2 separate regions of the Cricetulus griseus genome follow, and region 2 is linked to region 1. A link is a contact called in public Hi-C data. All regions are on one chromosome and are shown on one strand. The core of a region is the stretch at or near the end of the contact, and the rest is flanking DNA. Distances in the headings are between cores, read along the strand shown. Region 1 holds the start of Lipc (hepatic triacylglycerol lipase). Region 2 has its middle 51 kb from the start of Aqp9.

Evidence for each region. A called contact is a pair of places that touch in the nucleus more often than the background predicts.
Region 2: a contact with region 1 is called in a Hi-C map of liver, with 3 times the contacts expected there. The contact joins the enhancer-like site here to the promoter of Lipc in region 1. A contact is called at or near these places in 2 of 8 Hi-C or Micro-C datasets (fibroblasts and liver).

The regions. Positions count from the first base shown.
Region 1 is chr4:182,490,678-182,493,946 of CriGri-PICRH-1.0, reverse strand. Lipc (hepatic triacylglycerol lipase) reads left to right here and starts at 1,270. Exons shown (of 9, transcript XM_027411221.2): 1 at 1,270-1,354. The coding sequence starts at 1,270.
Region 2 is chr4:182,636,533-182,640,230 of CriGri-PICRH-1.0, reverse strand. No RefSeq gene overlaps it. Among named protein-coding and RNA genes, the nearest start is that of Aqp9, 51 kb to the left of the region's middle. Within about 2 kb of position 2,065, at least 1 of the 6 cell types and tissues checked has open chromatin away from gene starts, as enhancers often do.

The sequences.
Region 1 (3,269 bases), core at 21-2,520:
AAATCCTTTGCTTCAAGTTGAATTTCTGCACAAGAGTCACTCTGAGCACTCTATTTAAAAATCGCTATTTTCCCATTATCCCTGTTATTTCTTTACTTTTACTTCAGTTTTTGAGACAAGATGTCGTGTAGCACAGGCTGACTTTGAACTCACTGGGTAGCCAGAGATGACCTTGAATTCCTGATACTTCTGCCTCTACCTCCAAGTGCTGGTGTTACAGGCATGTGCCACGGTACGCACTGCATTAGAGATCCAACCAAGCACTCTGCCAACTGAGCCACGTTCCCAGTCACACAGTTCTCATACATGTACCTCTGCTTTATTATGTCTACTTTCTATCGCATAATTCTTCTCACCCCATGGTACATAAATTCCACAGGGACTGTAGTGCTTGTCTGTTTTATTCACTTAGCTATCTCAAAAGAACCGTGCGGGTTACACAGTGGTGTTCAATATACAGCATTTATTTGTTCAGTGTGGACATACAAAATAAATAAAATTTAAACAGCACCCGAGAGCCAAGAAATCTTGCAAGAGTTGCACACCGCGGCATCTTCCCCGAATGCTTTTGCCCAATGACCTTGCTTCCTAGCCCTCAGCTCTCGACTGAACATTAATTAACCCAGTGAGTGAGTTTATCCTGGGGTATCTCTCAACAGGGCTCTCAGCAAGACTCTGATCTTTGCTTCTCACCCAGTTCCTTCTTAACCTGAGCTCACCGGTTTCCAGCCCCTCTTTCAGCTGTAGAATTGTAGCTCCTCCACACTTACGTTGCAGCCATCTGGAACATGGCTGAATTCAACAAGAAGCAGAGTTCCTGGAAATTCGGCTCTTCTCTCTCTTTGGGGTCAGCCTACTATTTGAAACACCAGGTCCATGACACTTCCTCTCCTTCAAGGGACTTTAGAGGGAAACACAGGCAATGATGCAGAGGTCACCTACCCTACCTTTGAGAAAATATCCAAACACAACACACTAATTGATTGATTCTGAACTATGAGCTTGGTTCAAAAGGAAAAAAGACCTGGTGAGGTGTTTTATTTACAAAATCTATCAAAATAAAGTGTTTCTGTGGGTCATTCTTTTTGGTACTAGAAATTGTTAGATTTGGATTGGGGGAGGCAAAGAAAGTGTCCAAACACTAGGTAATATGTTTTAAGGTTAATAATTAATGGGGGCCTTCCCCAACTGAGTACCAAGAAGCATTCTGGTCTCTTTAGTTCTAGACATTAACAAGAAGACCTCGGACCCCAGGGTGAGACAAGAGAAATGGGAAGTCCCCTCCATGCCCCCATCTTCCTGGTTTTATGCATCTTTATCCAGTCAAGTGCCTGCGGACAAGGCTTGGGGACAGGTAGGAATTTATCTTTTCTCTAAAAACGGCTGTGGATTTTTCTTTATTGAACGTGTTGCAGAGATTGATGATGGGGGATGGAATTTGCTTCAGAACACAGAAAGTGGTTCTGTTAGTGGCGCCTAAGGCACCCAGTGCTGTTGCAGCACTTTATGAAAGGAACTGGATTTCCAAAAGGCTGCTCTGAGAACAGATACAGTAAAAAGCCCCCGCAACTAGCAGTGCGGCCTCTGGTATGGGGTGATATGGACACCATGCGAAAGAAGATTTGCTCAACAGACAATGATCTGAAAACTCGGGATCTTCCTAAGGGTTCATTTGGATTCTAATTTGCCATCGGGAGTGTGGTGTGCAATCAAATGCTCTGTCTTCCTGGGGTTGTGAATCAGCTTGCTCGCTCCAAAGAGAGGGGAATCAGAGTCCTATTTCTAGTCCAGTCTAAAGTAGAGATGTCATTGTATGTTTCCTAGTCGTTAGTTTTCTAACAAAGTTTTTTTCCTGGGCTAAAGAGCCACCAACAATTGTTTAGTCTGTGGCTTCATAAACTAAACTAATGGCCAAGGATACACTCACAAGTTCCATCAGGAAGATGGAATTGGGTTCCTACTGAATGGTGGTGAGTTAGATCAGCAAATGATGGGATTGAAATAACTGAACAATTAGACAGGGGTTTGGAACCTTACTTCTGTGCCCGTTGTCAACAAGATCTGGTGGTAGAGGCCCAAATTATTTTTAAAATTGGATTGATGGATGGATGGATGGATGGATGGATGGATGGATGGATGGATGGATGGGTTGATGGATAGATAAGTTAATTTGGAGACAGGGTCTATGTAGCTGTCTTAGGGTTTACTATTGCTGTGAAGAGACACCATGCTATGAAAACTTTTATAATGAAAACATTTAGTTGAGGGGGGCTTGATTACAGTTCAGAGGTTCAGTCTATTATGATCGTGATGGGAAGCATGGCAGTGTGCAGGCAGATGTGGTGATGGAGCTGAGAGTGTTACATCCTACAGGCAACAGGAAGTCAACTGATTGTCACACTGAGTGAAGCCTGAGAAATAGACCTCAAAGCCTGCCCCCATAGTGATACACTTCCTCCAACATGACCACACTTCCTCCAAGGCCACACCTCCTAAAAGTGACACTCCCTTTGGGGGCCATTTTCTTTCAAATTACCACAGTAACCAAGCTGGCCTCAACCTTGAGGTCCTCGTGAGCACTGGGGTAACAGACTTGAGCCTCTACATCTGCCAGAGACTTAGACTTTCCTTTCCTCAAAGGCTATGCTTGGGGCTGGAAAGATGGGAAAGTGGTTAAGAGTTCTTGCTACTCTTCCAGAGGACCCACGTCCAGCTCCCAGCACCCATACCAGGTAGCTCACTCACAATTCCCTGTAACTCCAGGGACCTGACACTCTTCTGGCCTCAACAGACTCTGGCACTTATGTGGTGCACCATCCTAGGTTTCTATTGTTGTGATAAACACCATGACAAAAAGTAACCTGTGGAGGGAAGGGTTTAGTTCAGCTTACATGCTCCAATCATGAAGGGAAACCAGGGCAGGATCTGGAGGCAGGAACTGAAGCAGAGGCTTGGGAGTAACAGGACTTAATGGGTTGCTCCTCCTGGCTTATTGAGCCTGTTTTCTAACAGCACCATGGACCACTAGCCCAGGAGTGGCACCACCCACAATGAACTGGGCTCCCCCACATCCATCATCAATCAAGAAAATGTGTCAAAGGCTTGCCCACAGGCCAATCTGGTGGTGGCATTTTCTTGGCTTTAGTTCCTCTAGCCTGTATCAAGTTGACAAAACTAGCCAGCACATGCAAGCAAGCACGCATGTGCCTGTGCACGCGCGCGCGCGCGCGCGCGCGCGCACACACACACACACACAATCTTTTTTTAAA
Region 2 (3,698 bases), core at 816-3,315, 150 kb before region 1:
TTGCTCTACTCTTAACTGACATTTTGAATACTCAGAGCCACTGGTGACCTACTCAGGATAGTCAAAGAAGTTCTGGATCAAAGGCATATTCATATGATAGGTTTCTGACCAGCCTTAAAAGAAGGTTGCATCTCAATAGGCTCAGATCCAACAAGAGAATGTATCTCCAGGTTGAATGGAGGTCCAGTGGAAGAAGTGGGAGAGAGCGCCATGCTTTGGGGATCTTGGAGAACATCTTAGCACGCCACTGGCTCTCTCTGGGACAACGTAGCGACTTCAGTAGTTGGGGCCACCTGTGACTACTTAGATATTCCACTGAGCCCCTGAGGCTGGTGCCACATGTTTTAGAAGGGAAATATAAGGGACTTTGTGTTTCTTTAAAAAGAAGATTTTTGTAAAATTATGTGTTTGCCTCCCCCGACTGTGTGTGTGTGTGTGTGTGTGTGTGTGTGTGTGCGTGCGTGCGTGTGCGTGTGCGTGTGCGTGTGCGTGTGCGTGTGTGTGTGTGTAGTGCCCATAGAGTCCAGAAAAGGGCATTGGATTCCCTGGAGCTGAAGTTAGAGGCAGTCATGAACTTCCTGACATGGTTGCTAGGAACTGAACTCAGGTCCAGTACATGCTCTTAACCCATAAGCCATCTATCTCTCAACCATAGAACCTTGAGTTTCTTATATGTGCAGCTCACACAGAAGTTTCCCAGTCTGGATTTGCCAGGTTCTATTCAACAGCATAGCCAACCAACATTTTAAATAAAAGTGTGTATGACCTGTTTACAAAATTGCAGAGGACAAAAGGATAATTAGCATGTGGGTAGATTTGCATTGGGTTATTTTTAGCTGAAATGACCATTCTCTCAAAGTCACTTAGAGACTTTCCCTTGTCACTGGGATTTGTTTCCCTTCCTTAATTCCTGTTCCTCTTTCTTCCTTTCTTTTCTTTTTTACATGTGTATTTAAGTGAAGTGTGCATGTGTATTTGCATGTGTGTGGACATATGTGTGTGTGTGTGTGTGTGTGTGTGTGTGTGTGTGTGTGTGTGTTTATTGGTATGGAAGCCAAAGTGTGGAGCCTTCCTGGGCTGCTCTCCACCTTATCTATGGAAGAAGGGTCTCTCACTCGAACCCAGAACTCACCTTCTCAATTTGGCTAGTCTACCTACAGAGCTTGCTCTGGGGAACCCCTGTCTCTACCTCCCAAGCTCTGAAATTACAAACAGACTGGATACCTGGGGGGCAATTGCATCATTTGCATGGATCCAAACTCCTATCCTCACCTTTGAATGCCAAATGATTTATCCACAGATGCATCTTCCTCATCCTTTCCTCACTTCTAGGGTGCTCACACACTTCTCCAAATCCCGTTACTAACCATGAGCCCATGTTTCCTTCATCTTCTAATCTTGGCAGAACTGAGTGACCTGTAGATCTGGCACATTCCAGAGCTATACAAAATATGGCCATGGGACCCAGAAATCTCAAAGAGTAGCTGCAGTGGGTTTGCCAGTTCCAGATGGAGCCCCAGGTGATTTAAATCATATGAAACACTCTGTGGTCACAAAGGTGAGAGATGGGCATGAGGTGGGGAGACACTGTTTAATATAATATCTATTATATATTAAATTTAAACACTGTTTAATATAGAGAGAGAGGAAGGGAGAGGGAGATTTTAATGTTTTTTTAATTTGATGCATATGGGTGTTTTGTTTGCATGTATATATTACATTGTGCAGTGCCATTGGAGACCAGAAGGTTCATGCAGTGCAGTTAGGGACCAGAAGAAGGTGTTGGGTCCTCTGCAACTGGAGTTATAGATGGTTGCATCTATCATGTGGGTGCTGGCAGTTGAAGCAGGGTCCTTTGGAAGAGCAGCCAGTGCTCTGAACCACTGAGCCATCTCCTGTGTCCCATAATCAATATTTGGAGTCAAAAGAACAAAGATAGGGAGAGGCCCCATTTGGGGCAGATGGTTAGTGTGAACATGTGGCAGACACAAAGCAGCATGGCCTTCCTTCTTATGTGGTCACCAACACTGTGCCTTTAGTCATGGGCTAGCCACGTGCCTTTCAAATTTCCAGAGACATGAAAATAAGGAAGTCAATCTTAGAGATGACAGATTAACCACTGCCCTCCTTTCATTCTGCTGTGGTGATAAAAACACTCTGACCAAAAGCAACTTGGAGAGGAAAGGTCAGGAACTTATACTTCCAGGTCACACCCAACGTTGAAGGAATTCAGGGCAGGAACTCAAGTCATGAACCTGGAGACAAGAATCATGGAGAAACCTGTTTATCGGCTTGCTTACCTAGCTTCCTTCTACAGCCCAGGGCCACCTGTCCAGAAAATGGTTCTACCCAGTAGAGGGCAGGGCCTTTCTATATATCAATTAGGACAATAAAGAAAATGTCCATAGACAAGTCCATCGGCTAATTTAATAAAGGCAATTACTCAATTGGGTCTCTTACGATGTGATTCCAAGCAGTATCCAGTTGACAGTTAATGCTATTTAGGACAATTTGTCATCATAAGACACTGTAGCTACAGTAACAGTGACAAACCCCAGGAGTGCTGGGTGTTTTCTACCCATCGCCCATGTTCCTAGGTACTTCCACACATCTTCCTGTTTTGAACATCAATCCTGGGAAGGAAGTGTGATCATTCTCATTGTGCAAATGGGTAAACCAAGGCTCAGAGAAACTGAATGACCGGCCTTAGTTCACCATGAAAAGGGCCAGGATCTCAACCCAGGTGTGTTGGCTTACTAACCCTGAGCTCTGAAGATCCTAAGATGAATTTATGTGTGATCATGTGGGGAACAAATTAGTGTTCATTAGGAAACCACACAAGTTGATAACAGCCAGCCATGTCAGACAAATTTAAATCACTTCCCTAGAGAGTTCTTTCCTGAAAATACAAGGAAAGAAAAAATATCTCTCAACTGCAAATTCTCCACAAAGCCATCACGAACCAAAGGAAAAATAAAAGCCATGCGGGAAGCAACTGATGAGCCAGGTTTGTAGCTAGAACATTTCTCACGTATCACTCAGAGGATGGAACAGATCCTACTCCATTGGCTTGAGTGTCCTCCCAGAGGACTCCAAATTGGCCAGGTCCCATTCAAAAACTTAATCAATGTTTTGAATGAAGCATGCATGGCGTGTTTGTAAAATTGCAGAGGATAAAAGAGTAATTACTATATGGATGGCATATTTGGAAGCATTTTCTTTTTTAGCTGGAACAACCATTCACAAGATGTTGTTCCATTAAAGTATCAAGACTTACTCAGAAAGATATTTAAAACACCCTGCTAGAAGATTAACTGTATGCAGTTGGAGAGATGACCCAGCATTAAGAGCACGCACTGCCCTTGCAGAGGACCAGTCTTTGGTCCCCCAGTATCTATGTCAGATGGATTAAAGCTGCCTGTAACTCCAGATCCAGGAGATTGGATGCCTTCTTCTGACCTTTACTGACACCTGCAGAAGCGCACAAACCCACCCCACCCCGAGTAACACACAGGTAAACACATATTTAAAAACAAAAATCTTTGAAAAAAAGACTAAATATGCCAGGTCCCACTCATCAATTTTATTAATGACTTTGATAAAATATGTATGATATAATATATGCATATCAAATTGCAGATGATATAAAGGATGATTATTAGATGGCAAAATATTCTGTTAGATATGAGGTAATCGTC